Linked DNA regions of Mus musculus: region 2 is linked to region 1. A link is a contact called in public promoter capture Hi-C data. All regions are on one chromosome and are shown on one strand. Each heading gives the region's core, a stretch centred on a gene start, on an enhancer-like site or on the middle of the called end of the contact. The rest is flanking DNA. Distances are from core to core; before and after follow the strand shown.

Region 1 (6,345 bases), core at 1,247-3,746:
ACTCTGAGGTTGGCTCCTGTTGTGCAGAAAACACGTGTCTGTCCTCGTGGAATTCAAAGCCACGCACTGGGTCGATCCCAGGAATACCTACTTATCATGTCTTAGATGACAGGAAGAGGCTGCTATCTTTGTCCCTTGTACTAAGATGATCCCCCTCTGCCACCTACAACAGACACTCAGGGAGTGTCCCGTCCCAGTCGCAGGACATTCCTCGGGTCATTTCAGGGCTCTTACCCTCACCCACCAGTGGCCTTGGGTCCCCTTTAGCCACATCAAAGGCCTCTCCCCATGGATACTCCAGAAGTGCTGAGGTGGCTGGGGCGTGGCCTTCTCACGAGCTCTCTTCCACTAAAGTCAAGGCCAGAGTGAGAGTGTCTCTGCACCGAATCTGGCGGCCTTGGGTCTGAAGTGCTCTTTAAACTGCCACTGTATAATCCACAGAATGATGTTCACCCTATCCAGGAATGAGGCCTGGGGCCACAGCTGCGTGCACACTCCATGGGTATCCATCGGTGCTAGGCACAGACAGTGCTGGGCCCTCTGCCCTGCAGCACACAGGCCCAGAGAGATCTCAAGGTCACAAAACAAGGCTCTGGCACAGTAGAGAGGTTCAGAGCCCAGGATACCCTCCTCCACCCCCTACCCCATCCCCACTCCCACACAGGCAACACAAGGTCTTTGCCCTCTTGGAGCCTCCTGGAAACTTAAAAGCCAGATTGGGGACAACACGGGCCAGGTAGAGCTACTGTTGGGGACACCCTCAGAAGACAGGAAAATACATCAGATCAGCTCAAAGGCCGGCTGCAGAGAGCTGAAGTGCTTGCCCTGATAAGACCCTCCCCCGACCTCAGAACTTTGCTCAGGCTGACTCAGGACATACCTGCGGCATCCAGAAGTTTCTTGTCCACACGGTCAGAGAGGCGGCAGAGCAAGCCATGGGCCCCCACCACACCTTGCTCCAGATCCTTTCTGGGGATGGGGTCATCCGAATTCCACTGTTCCACCTCACAGCTGGAAGCAAAAGGCAGCCACTCAAAGGATGCAGGGAGCCTCCGAGGTCCTACAGCATGCACAGCTAGCAAACATGGCCTTCCACCTGCTATGGCCTTAGGCTAGCCTTTGTTAAGGTCATTCGTGGGGAGCCTCAGAACTGTCTGGAGTGTAGTTGAGGAGGGGGTGAAGTGCTGCCAAAGTGGGGAACACTGACAAGAGCTGAAGGCTCCTCTGGTCACGGGAGCACTTGAGTGTGCTTCCTTAGTAGCCTCAAATGTGAGGTGCTCCTCCAAACCCTTCCGTTGCACTCAGAGCAGTCCAGGTGTGTGCACACAGGAGACACTGGACAGTGGCTGGCAGGTCCCCAGGTCCATCTGTCTCTGCTCCTCAGCACCAAAAGTACCAACAAAACAAGTCCTTGGGAAAAACTGTACTGTGCTAGAAAAAATTTCGAAACAAGTCACAGTCCCCAAACCATCAGAATTTAATCCCAGCATTCAAAACGCAGAGGCAGACGGATCTCTATAAGTTCAAGGGCAGCCTGATCTACAAAGCCAGTTCCCGGACAGGCAGGGCTGCTACACAGAGAAATCCTGTCTTGAAAAAAAAAAATCAGGAAACAAACAAACAAAAACTGACTGCCGAGCACTCTCACCTCCTCCCAAACTGGCATGGTAACACAAAGCCGGCAGGACAAAGTGACCCGCCTGCAGCGGATGAGGACTAAGCATAAGGGCCAGGCCTGCCACCTGGAGCTGAGTGACCCCAGGGCAAGGTACAACAAGCCCATCCAGACTGTTTTCAAGTGATGCAGAAATTCTAAAGCTGACTTCACAGTCTGTGTTCACAGCTCCTGGCAAGGCTACCCACTAAACAAGGTTCAATAGGAAGAGAACAGTCATCAAATGGCCCCATCGAGTATCCAAGGAGGCAAGCCAATGACTGTCATAGTCCCTGAACACTACTTCTGCCTGCCAGCTAACCCTCAGTGGGTAAAATTCACAGCCTGCACCTTGCCCCATAGGCAATCTCACTTCACTGAAACATGGAGACCAATAGCCTGGGGCCCGGAGCAAGCTGCCTCCCGGAGAACTACGGCCCCAAACTCCAAGCCAGCCCCTTGGGGACACAGCTGGCAACACCTGAGCAAAGTCCCCATGCGCCAGAGCCACCCTCTCGGGTCCTGGCTCCGCTTCGCCTGCCTGCCAGGCACCCGGCTCTTGAGAGGTGGCCCCCAGCCCTGGGACAGCTCTGGAAGCCCTAGCGGCGTGTCTCCATGGGTGCAGGGGTGTTTGAGGTTAGGTGGACAGGACAGCGTGCCAGGGGCACGGCTGCAGCCCCCGTACCGACGCGGGCGCTTACTCTGCGGCCTGGGCGAGCGCAGCCCTGCCCTCGGCAGGCAACGGGCCAGTGACGAACACCTTCATGAGTCGCGCCGGTTTCATAAGACCCGCAGCAGCAAACACGTACCAGGCTGGCCTTGCAGGAGACGACGGAAGTGTGGGCGGGGCCGGCGTTAGGGGCGGGGCCGGCGCTGGGGGCGGGGCCGAGCCCGGGACCTCTATGGTCTGGTATAGCTGTGGCTGTAGCTTTGGAGACCAAGTGTCCCGGATAGAGGCTCTGTGTTAGTGTGGGTTGAGTGTAGGACTTGGAGAGCCTTCTTTGGTGTGTGTGCTTTCAAGAGTAACATGGCCTCGAGACTGTCAAACACCACTAGGAGCCTGGAGTGAGGGGCATTATGAGGAGGGACCTGTGAGAGAGACCTCTCTGACTATGCTGTCGGTATTGGCAAAGGAGAAAGCCCTGTGAGGCCTATCTTAGCCAAACTATCCCAGAGGCTTCTGGTTAAACACACGGAATTCTAAGCCGAGCCTGACCTGCATGCTGAGGGAGGAGACTGAGGGAGAGGGTCTGAGTCCAGACATTATAGCTTTAATACTTAGAATGATTCCTTACTGGGACTTTACAATTGTGATGATATTTTAGCCCATCACGGGCCACCCAGGCGAGCTAGACACAAGTGCTAACTGTCTGGAAGCAGTTCCTGAGCAAGCAGGGACCAGGTATGCTGAGCCACGGGTAGATCCAGGGTTTGCAGGTAGATGGGACTGAGTCTGGATCTTGGCTTTAACCCTTTCCAGTTGTTTGACCTTTAACCCTAATCTGCATTCCCACCCCTGTTTCTTCAGGCACATCGTGAGGTTAGCATTTCCTTTGAAGGTTGTTTTCACTACTGAACAGGGGTGCTTAGCCTGAGGGTGGCAGAGCTCAAGCTGCAATGCCCAGATGCCTGGGGCTAAATGCCCGATTCACCACCGTGAGCAATTATTAAACGTTGTGTGCCTCCATGTCTTCCTTATCTGTCCCATGGGGATTGTAGTAATGCTTGCCTTGGCTTGTTGAGAGATGAAGTATGTACTGTGCTTATAATAGAGACTAAGGCAGGCATGGCGATTATGCTTATAATCCGGCATTCAAGAGGTAGAGGCAGGACTGTTCAAGGCCAGCCCAGACTTTACGGCAAATGATGCAGATCCTGAAGGCGGTTTAGGACTAGCTCAGGGCCCCAGGCCTGTCCTTCAGCTCTGCAACCTCACTTCAGTCCAAGGGCTGCTCAGTGACTTGGTCTCTGGTCTGGAAGGGCGCCAAGGACAACACAGTGTACTCTTCACTGATTTTATGGGGACCCATGAGGACTCTAGTACAACACACACGCAGTGTTGACAGATGTCAACTGGGCCATTTGGGATGTTTATTTATTTATTTATTTATTTATTTGAAACACATAGTCCCCACCAGCCTCCAGCTAGCAGGAGATGGCCTTGAACTTGCCGGAATTACATGTACCTAGCACACTTCCTGTTCCTATCTGGGTCCAGGCCAAGGCTTTGCACAACCCTTCCCGTCCTAAGTAATACATTAATGTCTCCCCTACTGACCCGTTTGCTAGGTCACTGAGGGGAAAGGAAAGGTCCTGAAATTTGTCAAACATTGACACAAGGTGTTTTCGTGTCCCCAGGCCAGGCCTGCTGGGCTCGGCTCAGCTCTCTCCACATACCCAGGACAGGCAAGGACAGTAGGGCACTGGACACACATGTCAACAGGGGCCGTGTGGGTCGCTCCCTCAAGGCAAATCGTCAGCTGACATTCAGAGGGTACTATAGGTTGGAAAGAATGTGAAAAGAGACCACAGAGCCAGCCAAAGGGCCTACAGCCTGCCCTCCACTTCAGAGGCTGAAGCCAAAGAACACCGGGCATTGACAATGTTTATGGAGGCCTTAGTAAGCTCAGAAGACTGCCGTACCAAACACTTTTCCTGGGAACTCCCCAGTGGCCACGTTTCCCCAATCTACAGACACTGAGGATGAGAGTGGGACAAAAAGCTGCTCAAAGTCACACAGCCGCTAAGAGGCAGTGCTTTCACCACCCAGAACATGTTGTAGGAGGTGGGTACAGGGCACCAGAGAAGAACAGCTTTTGGCACCGGCTTGGGAGAACTTCCAGAGGGGCAGCACCGTGATTAGAAGTGGGCACCAGGAGAGGACGGGGAATGACAGGCGCCTGGGTATGTGGGCTGACAGAAGAGACCCCGAAGCTCAGTGTATGGTGGGTTGAAGCTGAGGAGCCTCATCCAGGAAATTGTCACAGTGGAAGACTCTGTCTCTGTCCCTGGACATCAGTTTGAATACAATTTCTCTTTCTCACAATACCCAAGCTGCCTCAAAATGGCTTTCAAAATGGTCTGCCACCGGACCTTCATTTTACATCCTGATTAGCTGAAGTCCCTAAACTTTTTCTGGCAGCTATGTCAGCTGTTTGCCTCCAGCTTCTGGTCAGCCAGTATGGCCTCTATAGTCGCTTCAACCCTTTTCTAGCCACCTGTAACCTGCCCAGATAATTTTGTGTAATGTATTAATATTAGAAAGACCAGGCTACCCAGTGTGGTGATGAATATTTGGAAGCTCAACTCAGAAGGCTGAGGCAGAATTGTCATGAGTTTGAGGCTAGCCTGGGCTACAGAGTGAGTTTGTGGCCAGCCTGAGACACAAGGTGGGACCCTGCCTCAAGAAAGAAAGAAGGGAGTTGGCAAGCTGGCTCAGCGGGTAAGCGCACTGACTGCTCTTCCCAAGGTCCTGAGTTCAAATCCCAGCAACCAAATGGTGGCTTACAACCACCCTTAATGAGATCTGACACCCTCTTCTGGTGCATCTGAAGACAGCTACAGTGTACCCATTAATAATAACAAATAAATCTTTAAAAAGAAGAAAAAGGAAAGATTAGACTAAAAGAATTTATCATCATCAGTGGCCAACTATTCAGCAAAATGGGGGATAATTGGCAACATGAAGTCAATAAAACTGACACAGCTTATAACTTTGTTGTTAATCAGTAAATTCGGACAAAGCCATGGCTCTATGCTTCTTCTCTAACATCCTGGAAGTGCTCCATCCATTTAGACCATGTTGTATCCATGGTTCAACATGGGACCTTTCCCAAACGGCTATCAAGTTACTCAACAGCAGCAAAGGTTGTGTAAACACAAAACGAATGTCTACGATGAAAATGACCCATGGTACAGGGGCATGGAGAAAGCAGCATTCCTCCACAACCTTCCGCCAATCTCCCTCATACCTGTGGTCTCTTCTCAGAGGTGGGCACTACTCCTAGTTTCTTCTAAAGTTTTTTTGAAGTGTTCATGTCAGGCAGTGGTGGCACATGTATTTAATTCCAGCACTTGGGAGGCAGGATCAGGCGGATCTCTGTGAGTTCAAGGCCAGCCTGGTCTACAGAGTGAGTTCCAGGATAGCCAGGGCTATGCAGAGAAACCCTGTCTCAAAAATACCACCAGCACCACCAACAACAACAACAACAACAAGATAGATAGATAGATAGATAGATAGATAGATAGATAGGTAGATAGATAGATAGGTAGATAGGTTAGATAGGAAAGAAACTCCATTTTATCCTAGGCATCCATCTTGGTACCCTCTAGTCTCTGACTCCAGTTCCTGGAAGATAAGTTTCCAGTAACCCTGACTCAATGTACAGAAATGTACAGCCTTGATCATCTACTTGCTATGATATGTCTAACTGCTTTTTTGTTTGTTTGTTTCTGAAGCTGCTTGTGCAGACAGTCAAAGGCTATTTTGAGGTTGCTTTGCCTAATCGCTGAGGTGCAGAACAGCTCCTGGCTAGCTTGTGCTGATACTCAAGGTCTTCTTGTGGTTTCTCCTTTAAAAACCCTTCCTTCACCCCCTTCTCACAACAGTCTCAGGCTGGGCTTGGAGATCGTTGTCCTGCTAGCAGTAATCAATACATCTTTTAATTATAATTCGATCAAGTCTTTGATGG
Region 2 (6,345 bases), core at 2,504-5,003, 200 kb after region 1:
TTTAAAAAAAAAGGCTGTTATGGCTTACAAAACAGGGACAAGCATTGTATAGACACTGGAATCTCAAAAGCAACACAAAATACTACGCAGATGGCAAATGTTATTCATTAAATACAAGTGTTTAAGAAGAAATTGAAAGGAAGAAATTTTGAATGCCTATTTTAGAATAATTTCTCTTTCTGTCCTCCACCCCACTAAAAAAAAAAAAAAAGTGATGCAATATCTTTTAGATGCTATTACAATGTTTGAAGGGGGAAAGGCAAGTTTTTCTGTTCCTATTCTAAGAAACAGCTCTTTCTGGCACACATTTATTATTTGCCCTCTTTTGTGATGCAATCTGATTTACCTGCAGAACACATCAAGGGCAATTACTGTCACCACAGGAAAGAACAATAGGTTAAAACAGGATCCCCAGAGCAGAAGTGGAATTACAATTTAAATGAAATTTCAGATTTAATATATTCAAACAGTTTAAGTTAAATTCAAAAAGAAATCACATTTCCAAATGCAAATAGTTAAGGCTGATTGTTTATTGGCTCTCAACATATCTAGAGTTTGGTTTACCTTTTTACATTGAACCCTACAAATTCAACTTTTACATCGGGTGACAAAAGTACAGGTGCTCACCGCTCTGGTCTACTCCCGTTCCTGTCCTCTCCATCCCCCTTCCGCACCTGATTAAAAACCTAAAAGGAGCCCAACTGAGAAGCCCCAGGCCACACACTGGGCATCGCAGTGGTCCCAGGGATCCTCCTCCCCTCCCGAGCATTCATTTCTAAAACCTTAATGACACTCTGTCACATTCTCTGAAAAGAAGAGGAAAAACTGCCATTAAAGGCTGGCTTCATTACAGCCAGTGACTTCTAAAAAATGCCTGCAGTCAGGCAGTGGTGTCTTTAGGACTTCTTTCAAGGGCCTCAGTCTTTAAGGGGCTTCTCCTGTTTCAGGGTTTCCACACATAGGAAATTACAAGATACTTGCAAATGCTCAGAGTTAAAAAAGTAAAACAAAACAAGAACAAGAAAACAACAATACTGCATTTTTGTTCCTGTTAGCCATTTAAAGTATCCATCAATCAAAATGAAAATGTTTTATATAATGGCAAGCTGACACAAGAACTATTATGAGCATCAAATAGTAAAAAACCTATTATATGCAAAATACCATAAGGACCTTTAGAGATGCACTAAAATTATTCTATCTATGTATGACAGAAGCAAATAATGTCATCCTAACTTGTACCCTAAGATCAAAGTATCTCCCATGAGAAACAGTAATTTCTGAGGAATTCTCCCATTCTGAAAGCTTGGACAGACTTCAGAACATGTATAAAATCAAAGCCACCAAATTTTTACTTTGGTCAGTTTTGTTTGGTAGGAGAGAGAATATTTTTCTTTAAAAATATTTTTTTAAGAGGGAAGGAAGAAAAACTATTTTCAATGCCCCTTTTCCTCCAAAAAAATTATGTTTGAGATATTCAGTATAAATACTCTTTAATTTATTATACTTAAAGCACTAATATGGAACTAAAATGTCCTTATAAACATTAAATTATAAGGTAAGGTATTTGTTCTTTTTCAGAGTCCCTGAATTTATGAAACATCCTACACACATTCTACAAGATAAAAGAGGTTCAATTAACTTATTTAAACAGTTAATTCACTGCAAAACTGCTAACAGAAGGTAAAACTGGAAATCCAAAAGCAACCAATTCCTCAAGGCCTTGACTATTCCCTAGAGCCCTAGAAAAGAGATAGTTATAAAATGAATAATTAATCCCCAGGTGACTCTCTTGCCACCCATATCCACTGGCCTACCTACTTTTGTGCCTCAATCTGAATGTTGTTCAAAGAGCACAGATTAATTTAAAACATTAGCCTAAGCTTTTGTTTATCAAGTTTATCAAGATTATGTGGATCATCTTAAGAAAAGTGAAATTCTCTTAAACATCAATCAAATCTCTGGCAAATCCCTAATTGGCAATGAGAAACAGTAGCTTTAATACAAAACCTTTCAATGTCAAAATAAGAATACAAATCTTAAAATTTTTGACAAATTCTGCAACCTTCTTCTCCAAATTCTGAGGAGCCTTGTCTAAAGAAGAAGTGTCCTGTAAGAAATGACAGTCTACTGTGCCCTGTCCCCTGGCCATTTGTATGGCATTGTATCTCGCCCACATACCTCTAACCCTGAAGGAAAGTATCTTCCCTTTGCTGTACCTCTAGGTTTTTCTCCTGCAGATCCTGACTTCTACTACACTATAAGACCTGCAAAGTCAGGCTCTGTACTTGATTCATCTCTGTATTCACCAGGACATCCACAGTGTAACACAGTAGGCCCTGATTAGTCCTTGATTAAATGAATGGCTATGAATCTTAGTTTTGGTTATTATTTGTTGTCTTAGATTATTTGTCTTTGTTCTCAATCAATAAAAGATAACCAAAAAGTTTACAGGTTTCATAATTAAATCCTTAAATAATAAAAACAACAAATTAAATATATTTTGCTAGAATATGAAGAAACAATTACTTAGAGATACCAGACAAAAAACAAGTAAGTGGAGCTTTATAAATTTAAATGGAGCAAAACATCCCTTTTAGTTAAACTCCAATGTTAGACTCTAGAAATAAGTAAGCTCTAGTAAAAATTAGCTAACCAATACTGGTGATTTTCAACTCTAACTGTTGTTCAAGAGGCCAATTGGACTAGCTGAACCATTAACAATATCACAGTGTGTAAGTAGCTATCTTGTGCCTGGTATCTTTCAAACAATATACTAAAACTTTTAAATAAAACCTATCAAATATATACTTAGTTACAGACAAAAGCCACAAATATTTGGTCTTCATTAAAAAGCTATAAAAAAAAATCAGTTGTAAGTTCAATATACTAAAACATTGATGGTATCTTATAAGCTTAATAAAAGCACAGTATGAACTATAACGTTTAATCCTAATAGAACATCATGACTTTTATAAAGAAAAGTCATTTTTATTGCAGGAAACAAAAGCCCCAAGCATTAGAGACTGTATATAAAAGTTAGCCTTTGGATTTAAATACTAACCGTGTTTTTGTTCTATTCATCTACACAACTCTCATTTATCTTCTTAGATTTGTATTGTTCCTTTTGTCTTACTTAATTTATATAATAAAAAAATTACATCTCTATACCAATATTAAACATCTTAAAAGTAGTTTAGCAACATTTGGTAGCCTTCATCTGAGTAAATAGAAAAGGCGTTATCTAAAAGTCATTTTTATTTAGCAGAGCACTTGCCAATTACAATAAAATGCCTATTATTCCAAGAACTTCATTATAAATCAAACAATAATCTTTAATGGTCTTAAAGTAAAACAACTTACTTCAAGTTCTTAAACTTCCACTGAACTTTTTAAAAGTGGCCTGGCTTGAGGTTGTGTGACTAGCGCAATACATAACAGAAAGAGTGACAGGGCAAGTACTCCCCACGTGCTGCATCATCTGCTCACAACAGTCACTACTGCATGAGCTGCCCGCCCTAAAGGAGCAGAAGCCCTAAGGAAGTATCTTTACTACAGCTCAACCTTTCATAATCTATTCTTTCATTTTCTTAATTAACATCCAGAATTAATGAGTTTTCTAATGCAGTGTCATATATATTTAGTTGTGGTCGATACCCAACTTCTGACCCACCCCTGTGTTCCCTTCAGCCTCAAGTATTTCCCTTTCCATGTCCAGACCATATGCATTCTGCTACCCTCCCCCACACTCCTCTCTCAAGGTCTACTTCTCCTTTCTTGAGCACCTTTCCACCTTCCTGGCATCTACCCATGCTCACTCCCACACAGAAACATTACAAGCTAGTACCTCCAAGAGAGAACATGTGGGACTTAACATTCTGAGCCTGGATTGCCTCATTCAATATATTATTTTCCAGTTCCATCTACCTTTTACATTTCCTGTTGAATGCTAATACCTGGATCTGCTCTCTACCAAGTACTTAAAAGTTAAACATCAAATTAAAAAGGAAATAACAAAGGGTTGATCCATCTAAAAAGTATTCCATAGAACAATAAGAATATTAATTTCAAGTGAATTTTTATTAACTCAGAGGTGAATTTGATTTGCAACTTAGTATCTATTTGATTTCTTTCCACTTCCTTTAAAGTTAAATACAGAAACGGTAAGAGGAGAGGCTTGTCTTTTCCTATTGCCATGCCATTTCACTAATGATCCACCTCTGGCTCTCTACAGACCTTCAGAAAATGTTAGTGAGACTACACGCTTAATCTGAAAGAAGCTGCGTGCTTTCCCATGGGATGGATGACCAACCACAAGGGGAGGGAACTGATTCAATTCCTGTAGCGAGAAAATCTTCAGGTTACTTTATACAGCTACCATACACTCTTTTCTTATTTTTTTCAAAGCTTCCATCTGGAGAATCTAAGCATATTTCAATTACAATTAAAGAGAAAGGTAAGAAAAATAGTATATGTAGATTTTTGTAGAAATGCCTTTCCCAAAAAGTTAAATACACAAATCTTAAATTGTAAGGGCTAGCCAAAGTGGGGCAGCTATACCTCAGAAGCAGTATATTTCATAGCTATCTGAATCATAAAATCTTACATATTCAACGCTACAGTAATCTCAGTAACAAAAATGTTAGGCCCTATAGCAAAGGTCTTCAACAGAATCGTACAATCTAATACGATAGATCAAATAATCTGAGATTTAGAAACTCAACAATTCAGTTAAAGTAGAAATCACATTTACCTAAACTGCAATTATAACATAATATTTGAACTGTGTAACACATTCATCCATTAACAGTGAATGCATAGGAAAATGTGTATTCTACACTTCAAGTACAAAGCTCATATTCTATCTAAATACATTTATTTAATATATGTAAGATAGATATATATGTGTGTGTGTGTGTGTGTGTGTATATATATATACACACACACACACACACACACACACACACACACACATACACACACACACGAATTAGCAGACAACTTATCTTTTAATTTGGTTATATTTCTTGCTTTTAGATGAAATGACCATAACTAACTAATCCAACTTGTAAGAACAATTTTGACTAAAATTTTACTAAAATATTTCAACATGCTAAGTGAGGAATTATGTGAAGAAGCACTACTAAGAATTTTTACCTCACAGTTTTAAAAGCAATCATTAATGTAATAAGCAACTAAACCGTTGGGTATGTTTCTTTTCTCCTTTTTACTCATTTATAATGGCATAAAGAATCAACTCCGGATTCTTTCCTTCTAAATTAAGGTTTGCTTATATACCTGGCAATTATCTTGATTCTAGAATTCTTATGTTCTGCTTTAAAAGCTCAAATGTAGAAACTTACACTTTGGGGCTTCTTTGCATATATTTCTCCTGATAAATTACATATTCACAAAAATGAACATAATCTTAAGAAATATGCATACAAATATGAAGTAGACTTCCAAAACCATGAAATATTGATAAAGTTAGCCCTTTTTGAAAACTACAAAAATCAAAAAAGAAAACTTTAAACACTTATTTAACTTCCTCACTTTCTTGTCAGTTTTTAGTAATAGTCATTTCTTAATCAAGAGAAAAATCTCTGGAAAGTTAAGTGTTTATTAAAATTCTCGATGAACAGCAAAGCACTGCTGGAAGACTTCTCTAGTCCATCCATCCCTTTAAATAATCAAACAATAAAACAAATATTACAAGAACAAGGCTGACAAAAAATCATAATGAACCTCTCAGATGAGAAACTAATTGGTACTAAGTACACAATGGCTTACATTTAATCCTGTTAATAACCACACAAAAAAAGAAATAAAAGACTCACTTTTCAGTCATCTCTCTGGACCACTGGGCTAAAATAACAGCATGACTAAATCTGACATTGACCCCGTGGCCCTGCTAGGAGTTAAAAGAATTCCTTTGAGCCTTCTGAGGCCTGTTTTCAACTGCTCCAGAAGGGGTGGGCTAGTCACACACACTTGTTAGCCTTCTTTACAGTAACAGGTCAAATTAGAAATGGTCACATACACTGTAATATAAAGCAGCACTTACTTTACGGCTGCCCAGAAAAGAATGCTAGCGTAGTTATATATGGCTCATAAAGTATCTTGATGACTGAAATATGATTACAGTTATGAGAATTTGTCCAAATAACATTATTAAAAATAGAACTTTAAAAACCAAATTCAGAATAAACTCAAATTAACAAAAAAAAACACTAAACAATATTCAAGAACAAACATTAAACTATAAAAAAATTAATTTCACTTTTTTTTTCTAGATTAATCAAGTTTTTAGCAGCCAACTAAATGAAAATATGCTTTGTGAATTTT

The links. Promoter capture Hi-C pulls out the DNA fragments that hold promoters and counts their contacts.
Region 2: a promoter capture Hi-C map of pre-B cells shows a contact between it and region 1, with 2.7 times the contacts expected there. The contact joins the enhancer-like site here to the promoter of Grhpr in region 1. A contact is called at or near these places in 6 of 39 promoter capture datasets (the 3T3-L1 cell line, cranial neural crest, embryonic stem cells and 3 more), 2 of 15 datasets of contacts at CTCF or cohesin (large pre-B cells and pro-B cells), 5 of 484 Hi-C or Micro-C datasets (B cells, CD4 T cells, the G1E-ER4 cell line and 2 more), 3 of 115 datasets of contacts at active chromatin or transcription factors (astrocytes, bone marrow-derived dendritic cells and large pre-B cells) and 3 of 9 other capture datasets (adipose tissue, liver and pancreatic islet).

What each region holds. Positions count from the first base shown.
Region 1 is chr4:44,977,545-44,983,889 of GRCm38.p6, reverse strand. It overlaps Grhpr (glyoxylate reductase/hydroxypyruvate reductase), which reads right to left and starts at 2,496. Exons shown (of 9, transcript NM_080289.2): 1 at 2,356-2,496; 2 at 881-1,011; 3 at 1-16. The coding sequence starts at 2,438. It overlaps Gm12679 (a long non-coding RNA gene), which reads left to right and starts at 5,285. Exons shown (of 2, transcript XR_003955389.1): 1 at 5,285-5,644.
Region 2 is chr4:44,778,094-44,784,438 of GRCm38.p6, reverse strand. The region is part of intron 2 of Zcchc7 (zinc finger, CCHC domain containing 7); the gene reads right to left. Among named protein-coding and RNA genes, the nearest start is that of Zcchc7, 25 kb to the right of the region's middle. Within about 2 kb of position 3,753, at least 12 of the 459 cell types and tissues checked have an H3K27ac peak or open chromatin away from gene starts, as enhancers often do. A contact at or near this core is called in pre-B cells and pro-B cells, where this site is marked.